2 separate regions of the Mus musculus genome follow, and region 2 is linked to region 1. A link is a contact called in public Hi-C data. All regions are on one chromosome and are shown on one strand. The core of a region is the stretch at or near the end of the contact, and the rest is flanking DNA. Distances in the headings are between cores, read along the strand shown. Region 1 holds the start of Hmcn2 (hemicentin 2). Region 2 overlaps Hmcn2 (hemicentin 2).

Region 1 (4,403 bases), core at 490-2,989:
ATCCAATCTGATTATCTTTTTGGGTCTCCCAGGAGTATTTTCCTAGAGGCCTGGTCCTGAGGAGCCCCGTAGAGGAGAGGAACAAAGCCTCAGGCAACATGGAGAGAAGATTGGAGGATGGGGAGTCAAGACCCTGGAAGATTCTGTGATTGACAAATGTGCACACCCCTGAGAGGCTTGACAGCCTACCATCGGCTCAGTGTGTCTCCTCAAACCGGCAGTGCTGTGTGGAATCTGCCTTTGCAGTGGGGGACTTTACAGCCAGCCTGGATAGACATGTGGGCAGATGGAAGCAAACAGCAAACTGTAGCTCTCAGGAGTAAGGCAGGCATAGAGAGGAGCTCAGATCCTTGCTTCTCTCCTACTTCAGTGTAATGCAGAAATGTTTTCATTTTTAAAAAAAGTTGAGAAAAGTAGTTAGGGTTGAGGCTGTGGGGGACATCTCTCCCCGGGGTGCAGGGGACTTTTGGTGGTGAGGCTTCGGGGAGCATATTCAACCCTGAGCTAACAGGGTGACTGCGGGGGGGGGGGGGGGAGCGGGGAATCAGCAGGTGTCAGGGAGCCATGCTTTGCTGGGAAATTTCACTCTGCTGAAGTAGGCAGGCAAAAGGGAACCGGCAACAGGCTGTTACTATCAGCCAGGGGTTCCACAAAGGGCTGCAGTTCCCCCTGAAAGCCATGTCCTGGCTTCTCACATGCAAGCTGGGAGAGGACTCTAAAACAAACAAACAAACAAACAAACAAACAAACAGCACCTAAAATCTTACAGGCAGTCGGCACAGAGCTTGCCTAGTGTGCATGGGCCCCAGGTTCAATCCCCAGCACCGGATAAAGGGGCTATGTTAGTGCAGGTCTGCGATCCCAGCGCTCTAGAAGCTGAGGCCGGAGGATCAGAAGTTCAGAGTCATTCTCCACTACACAGAACACTGGGAGACCAGCCTGAGCTACAGGAGATCTGCCTCACAAAGGGGAAGGAAAGGAGGAGAAAGGGGAGAGAGAGGGAAGGAGGAAGAAAGGGCAGGCAGGCAAAATAAAATCGAGAACCAAAAACCTCACAGGTTCCTGGCACCTACTGCCAACATCCCCACACATGTTCCCACTTCACAAATGGAGAGGGTGAGACTCAGAAGCTTTTGGTCGCCTGCTAGAAATTTGTAACCTCAGTGCCAACCTGGGGATGCAGGAGAGGGCGTGGCCAGGCAAGGGAAATGTGCCAGAAGATGCTAAGGTTCTGCTTATTGCTGTGCGCCAGGCAAGGCTGGACGAGCAGCAGGGGTGAGGGGTGGAGAGGACAGGACACCAAAGCATGACACCTCGAGGACTTGGGGGGAAGGAGGGAACCTCGAGAGCCGCGCGGTGGGGAGACCTTGAGAACGGCCGGCGAGGGGCTCTACCTGGGTCGTGGAAAGGCACCAGCGCATAGTTGGCGATGACCCGGCTGCGGCTGCTCAGGCTGCGCTCCAGAATGCGCGAGGCGCCGTCGATCACCTGCATCAGGTCATCCCACATGGAGCCGGTGACATCGAAGACGAAGGCTAGGGTGGCGTCTCCTGTGGCGGGGGACAGCGTCTTCGTGGGCGCGTCAGACGTGACCACCGCCGCCACTGCTGTAGAGATCGCCACGAGCAGCGGCAGGAGCTGCGCCCCAGGCGTCATGGTGAGCCGGAGGCTGCAGCCCTGATGGGACCCGCAGGTCGCAGTGAGAGATGGCAGTGCAGTCTCGCTCTAGCGGGTTCACCGGACAGGGGCGCGGCGGGGTTCCCCTGGTGGGAGCCCGAGGCGGTCCCTAATGCCCACCCCGCCTCTCGCACCCCTCCCCCGCGCCCCGCGGCGTGACTCAAACTTTCCCAGCCCCTCGGCTCTCTGGTCCAGCCCCGAGGTTAGAGGAGGACGCAAGGCAGAAGGCAGGAGGGAGGTGGGGCCACGGCCAAGGGCGAGGGATGAGGGTGCGGGAATCCGCGGACACCTGCAAGCCCTTCTGCGGGGGCGGAGAGGCCACAGGAGCAATCCAAGCCTGGCTCAGACAGGCTTTGCACTCACTGCTACCTCTATCAGTGGTTCTGAGCCTCCCCAATATTGTAATTATTCTTGTCAAAATCAACAAACCTAAGCCTGGCGTTCACTATGGCCTCGGCATCCCACAGATAAAGTCTGGAAACTTACGGTAATCCTTGGGGAAGATACTAAGACCAAACGTATTTGATGCAAGACTCGGCGATGAGCCCATTACTGAATGGTGTAGGCAGCATCTGAAGCCAAATATAGAAGGACCCCAAGTCCCTCAGGCTCTTCCGTCTCCCCTGAGTATTGTAAGACATCATTACAGGTCATATGGGGACTCCACAGGATTGGGCACACACTCCTCTGGTCACCTGTCCAAGCGGACTCATGGATTGCATATGAAGTGGCTGCGGCACCTGTTAGGGGCTGCCTGGGCTGGGTTCAACCATCCTTTGATGGTTCCTCTGCCAGCTGGGTGGGAGGTGCTGCCTCTGCCAGTGGGCCAAATGAGGATGTCCTCTGCACAATCAGGTTGGGGGTGCTCTCTCTCTGCCATTGGGCTGTTGGGGTACTCATCATTGGCTGGGCAGAATGCTCCATTCACCATTGGGCTGGCCAGAGGTGTTTCCCTCCATTCTGTTGCAGCCCTTCACTCTCCCAGGCGGTACACTCCCAGTGGTTTCTGTCCTTACAGACCAAGAGCCCCTTGGAGTGAAGAGTGTGCCTTAGCGTCCACCCCACCACAGGGTGGTGACTCATTAGATGTTGCTTGACTGGAGGGGGCAGCTTTGGCAAGCATGTTTGATTTCTTAGGGTCTTTTCTGTGTACAACACCCTGGGTGAAGTCAGAGAAACCCTGGACATAGCTGAGAGCTCTGGGCTATAGAGGCGACACTCTCTTGACCCTTCCTCTGTAAACACCTCAGCCAGGAGCAAAGCCACTCCACACTGTCTCTTCTCCTTTGGACCAGCCTCAGTTCCTCCATCTTTGAGGCTGCTGGGACCACTCTGTTCTGCATCCACAACCCTGTGTGTCCTCATCCTAGTTCTGACTAAACTGTATCACTGGGACTGTGCCTGGGTGTGTGACCTTCCACTGCAATTGAGCTCTGAGACAATGGAGACCCAGAGCCTGGAACACACGGGAGCCCAACAAAGACTCTGTTAACTGTAAGGGGAAGTGGGTACAGAGATGGGTTACTGAGTCCTGGCCATAGGCAGGGGCCAGGCTGGACATGTCCCAGAGACTCAAATCTACATGAGGCCAGAGACCAAGGGCAATATCTTCAAGAGCTGTCTGTCTCTTGGGATATGGCAGAAGCCATGACCCCAAGGCTTGAAAGTGGAATTTGCAGCCAAGTTCAATGGGAGGTTTAGTCTCCTACACTTGTAAAAACTCACTTTTTAAACCTCCCTGGGTGAAGGCTGTAATTGCCCGCAGAGCCTGGGCAGGGCTGGGCCAGCTGTTGGAGTGAGAAGAGAGGCCCAGCTGTAGAAAGACAGTAGCAATCAGCAGCAAAAATGGTGACATTGCGAACCCAGGACAGAAGTTTTTGTCATTCTGTCTACAAACATTTGCTGAGCTGTATGTCAGGTGCTCCAGGAGGTGCTGATGGGACAGGGGGATGGGAAGATAAAGGAGTGTGGTCCCTACCCGGAGGAGAGACATGTAAACAAATAATTCTAAGTTAGTGAGATAAGTGTTAACAGAAGAATGACCCAGCGCTCTGGGAGCTCAGAGGAAGAATCACTGAGCCTAAGAGGTCAGAGAAGGTCATGGAGCAAGTCTGAGAAGCCGGTGAGAAAGAGAGGAAGGTCACAGAAGAGCTGGGACAGCATTGGAACAGCATTCACAAAGGCAAGGGGAGCAAGAGGCTGCCAGTGGGTCACCCAACCGGACTGAAGGAGATGGTGGCAGAGGAGGGGACAAAGGTGAAAACCTGGAAGACTTCACCAACCCATCTGGAGTTTACCTAAAGGTCCTGGGAGCTATTGGAGAATGTTAATCAGGGAGGCAACCTGGTCTGGCTTACTAACATTCAGGCAGCTCATGGAGCTAAGTTCAGAAGACAGACCTTGTAGATTCTGGGGAGCCATAAATCTCTCCCAGAAGGTAGGGGCAGAGATAGACCCAAAGATGGCAAGGAACTTCTCTTTATGCTGATACAAGGGATGGAGGGAACCACAGACTTGAGTCTTAGTGGCTTTGTGGTAGGGGATGTAGCGCAGGCTGGCTTTGAACCCACAGATTCTCCTTCCTCATCCTCATAGGTCCCTGTGTTACAGGTATGTGTCACCCTCCCCAGGTTTAGATTTGAGTTCTGAAACTGCCTGATGAACTTCAGCGAAGCGCTCTCTTTAAGACAGAGATGGGCTGGAGAGATGGCTCAGTGGTTAAGAGC
Region 2 (4,086 bases), core at 1,288-3,787, 53 kb before region 1:
ATGTTAGGCAAGTTTCTTGTATCCCAAATCCCCATTATTTTGTAACATAAGTATATAACAGAAAACAACCAGCATTGGCTCACCGTTCCAGACCCACTCCCTGAAGGCCCAGCCTGAGGGAATGGTTGGGAATGACCATAACTTCCCCTCATCATTATTCTTGTCCAGGCAGCACTTTGAGTTTGCAAGAACTGGGTCCCAACTGACCAGTACACAATTGATTACTTAATCTCAGTAATGATAGGTGCTACTAAGGGGATGTCCCACCCAGAGTTTACAACAAAGTGGTTTGATTCAGCTTGGGGTCTGACACATGAGAGAAGCCGGTTGGTCCCAGAGGAAGAAGTGCATCGAGGAAACCTCATGTCTGAAGGCCCCAAGGGAGGTTAGAATATCAAAGAAACCAAGAGGCCGGAGAGTGAGAAGGGTGGGTGGGGGGCAGAGGAGGGTGAGGAGAGGGGCAGATGAGGGTGTTGCAAGGCTGGTGGATCCTGTGTCTGCTCAGGGCTTGGTACTGTGAGCCAGCTGGGCATAGAGGCTGAGTGAGCCCTTGTGGTCCCCCTCCCACTGATCCCTCTCCCCTCAGGACCTGTTACACTCACTATTAACAGACAGCCACATCTCCTGGCTGGAGAAGCCCACACTGTTGGTGGCTGTGCACACATAGGCACCTGCATCCTGCGGGGATGGCTGGACAATGACCAGGGTACCATTTCTGCTCACACTGTAGTGACCGCTGGTAGTCAAGGCGTTGGTTTCCTAGGACAGAGCCACAGTGACAACATCGGAGCTCACACTCTGTCTCAGGATGCACCAAGGTGACCTCTCTGGGTGCCCCCACCCCCCCAAAGGTTTCAGGTCCTGCCTACCTTGGTCCAGGTGATTTTAGGGGTGGGGACTCCTGAAGCTATGCAGGGGAGGGAGGCTGGCACTCCTTCGTTGGTGACGTGGTGGGTGGAAGTCGGATGGATTCTAGGTGGCACTTTTATAAATAGACCAATTTTTAACATTTTATAAACCAGTGTACCTAATGGCTAAGACCTAGAAGCAATCCAAATGCCCCCCCCAGCAATGACTGCACAAGTAAACGGGATGTGTGTCCATAATGAAATAGTACTCAGCCTTCAAAAGGAAGAAAACTGACTCTAACTCTGACATTCCAAAAAAAAAAAAAAAAAAAAGCCAAACCTAGACATTAAAACCATCAGTGGTTTCTGAGTATTAGGGGGTAAGGCTGCAGAGACAGAAGGTTTTTAAGACAGGGAAAACATCAAATAGAGACCACCACAGTGGCATCATGTTGTGACAGATATACATAAAGCCGTGGGCTTGGCTGGTGACGCCAGGCCTGGGCCAGCTGTGAGTACAGGCCACTCTGAGTGGTGATGGCAGTCTCTGATACTGAGGGAGGCTGAAGGTGAGGAAAGGAATCCATTGGATATCTTTGCCTATCTGCTTAAGTTTTTCAAGAAATCCATTAAATAAAAGCAAAAAAAATATAGTCTATCCAGGCTTTGTAGTATAGGTACCCTAGCAACCTTGGAGAGGCGGAGCCAAGAGGACACCAAGTTCCTGGCCTGCCTGGGCAATTTAGTGAGAATCTGTCTCAAAACGAAATTAAAAAATAAGGGGTGGGAGACGTAGCTTGGTGACAAAGTGCTTGTCTGACAGGCACATGGGCATGGGGTTCCACCTCCATCACTAGGAAAAAAGGAAGAGGGTGGAGAAGGAAGATGGGGAAGAAGAATAAAGAAAAGAAGAGGAGGGAACTGGGGAGATGTTCAGTCAATAAAGCGTTCTCCAGATAGGCTTGAGGAGCCGAGCTCAGTTCCCAGCACCCACATACAAGGTAGCTTCTGTGATGTGCATGGGCAGAGCTCTCTAGCCAGCCAGTGCCCCTTAACACATAAGGTGGAGAGAGACAGAGGAAGATGCTCAGCCTTCTAAGTGCACACACACTAGCAAGTGTCCATGCATAATGAAAGGAGAACGCTCTAAGCTGAGCATGCTGGTGCACACCACTAATTCCAGCACTCACTCAGGAAGCAGAAACACACAGATCTGTGTGAGTTCAAAGCCAGCCTGGTCTACAGAGAGTTACAGGCTAGCAAGGGTTACATAGTAAGACCCTGTCACAAAGAGAGAAGGGATGGGGGAGACAGAGACAGAGACAGAAAGAGACAGACAGAGAGACACAGAGACAGAGATAGAGACATAAAAAGACAGACAGATAGAGAGACAGGAAGACAGAAAGAGACAGAGGGACAGATACAGACAGACAGAATGTTTAGAAGGGGATAGTGTCTGGGGATGTGTTTTACACCATTGGATTCAACACTAAAAAACATTGGGAATGACCAACCTTTTGTTGGTCTGATATTGAAAAGAAATTCAACAGGAGAAGAAAATTGGCTCGGTATCTGTGGCCACATGGCTGGCGGTTATTGAATCCATCCCAGACACAAGCTGCCTGTGCTGAGAACAGCTGCGAGGTCTCTCTGCTCAGGACTTTGTGTAAACCACGTAATTGCTCAGTCCCTGGATTCCAGGATGTGCCAGAAAGCTAAACTGACTCTGATTCCCCACTCATGGCTTTGGGGACAGACTGATGAGAAACAGCAGAAAACAACGTTCACAGGACAGAGTGAACTTAGAAAACAGGTGCCAAAGGCATGCTGGGAACCCTCTGGATTGACGAAGTCGGAGGGAAGCCAGAAGCCAAGAGTCCTGGAGGTACAGGGAGTATGTCCAGGGAGCAAAATGTCTTCCTTGTGTTCCCAGTGGATGAGTGGCACGTGTGCAATGATCATGATGGAGCCAGGAGATCAGGCTAGACCACACCATTGTCACAGATTTGGCCTCTAGGCACCGTGTGTGTGTGTGTGTGTGTGTGTGTGTGTGTGTGTGTGTAAGAGAGAGAGAGAGAGAGAGAGGAGTCAGACAGACAGACAGACAGACAGACAGAGACAGATACACATGAAAGCTAGCTAAGGCCTGGCTCTGTTTGACATTCAGCAGGATTAGATCTGGACAATCTCTAATTGTCCAGGCAGGATGCTGCATCTTCCTGCCCAGCCACTGATGGATTCTCTCACTCCTACTCACCCTCCAGAGATTCACACAAGAATCACCATGAAAACAGAACACCCCCAGCAAATAGTAAATATACCTGGTTAAAGAAGAGGGTAGTTGCTTGGTGAGATGAAGACCCGATGCTCTGAGTAGGAGGACAGCTTGGTAAAATAAGCTTACAGCCCCCAAATGTGCCACTCCTGAGACTCAATCACAGAGGACATGGACGTAGTCCCCAGGTGTAGTGAGGACATGAGAGGGGTGGAGTAGACATCACAGTGCATCCCAATAGGGACCTGCAGCTTCTACGCCGATTCCTCTGAAGCCGTGAGTGACAGGGACACGGCCATGACATATTGTCACTGGAAGATGTGACAAGACAACAGCAGACATGACCACAGTTTATGTTTTGTTTCTGGTTTGTTTTTGTGGTTGTTTGTTTGTCTTTCTTTTCGGGACAAGGTTCCTCTGTATAGCCCTGGCTGTCCTAGAACTCACTCTGTAGATGAGGCTGGCCTCAGACTCACAGAAATCTACTTGCTTCTGCCTCCTGAGTGCTAGGATTAAATGTGTGTACTGCCGTAGCCTGGCTGTTTGTTTGTTTTTTGTTTTTAACACGGATTTGTGGGGCTGTGGAGATGGCTTGGTCATTCAAGTGCTTCCTGAGGTAGGATCTCAGCTCCCACATAAAAGCTGGGCACATCTATAATTCAGTGTGGGCAGAAGATGGTGGTGGTGGTGGGGGATGCTGGGGGAAAGGTAGAGCTCAGAGCTCACTGGCCAGTCTATGCAATCAGTTAGCTCAGGGATCAGTGAGAGGTTCTGTCTAGGCAATCAGTGAGCTCAGGGATCAGTGAGAGGTTCTGTCTAGGTAATCAGTGAGCTCAGGGATCAGTGAGAGGTTCTGTCTAGGCAACCAGTGAGCTCAGGGATCAGTGAGAGGTTCTGTCTAGGCAACCAGTGAGCTCAGGGATCAGTGAGAGGTTCTGTCTAGGCAATCAGTGAGCTCAGGGA

Evidence for each region. Hi-C and Micro-C count contacts between places; a contact is called where the count stands out from the background.
Region 2: a Hi-C map of muscle stem cells shows a contact between it and region 1, with 1.8 times the contacts expected there. The contact joins the enhancer-like site here to the promoter of Hmcn2 in region 1. A contact is called at or near these places in 3 of 39 promoter capture datasets (embryonic stem cells, second pharyngeal arch cranial neural crest and trophoblast stem cells), 35 of 484 Hi-C or Micro-C datasets (the 3T3-L1 cell line, 8-cell embryo, the C2C12 cell line and 20 more), 5 of 115 datasets of contacts at active chromatin or transcription factors (double positive thymocytes, embryonic stem cells and fibro-adipogenic progenitors) and 1 of 9 other capture datasets (embryonic stem cells).

What each region holds. Positions count from the first base shown.
Region 1 is chr2:31,311,668-31,316,070 of GRCm38.p6, reverse strand. It overlaps Hmcn2 (hemicentin 2), which reads right to left and starts at 1,739. Exons shown (of 98, transcript NM_001370902.1): 1 at 1,395-1,739. The coding sequence starts at 1,656.
Region 2 is chr2:31,365,847-31,369,932 of GRCm38.p6, reverse strand. It overlaps Hmcn2 (hemicentin 2), which reads right to left. Exons shown (of 98, transcript NM_001370902.1): 20 at 870-982; 21 at 603-759. Among named protein-coding and RNA genes, the nearest start is that of Hmcn2, 54 kb to the right of the region's middle. Within about 2 kb of position 2,537, at least 6 of the 459 cell types and tissues checked have an H3K27ac peak or open chromatin away from gene starts, as enhancers often do. A contact at or near this core is called in muscle stem cells, where this site is marked.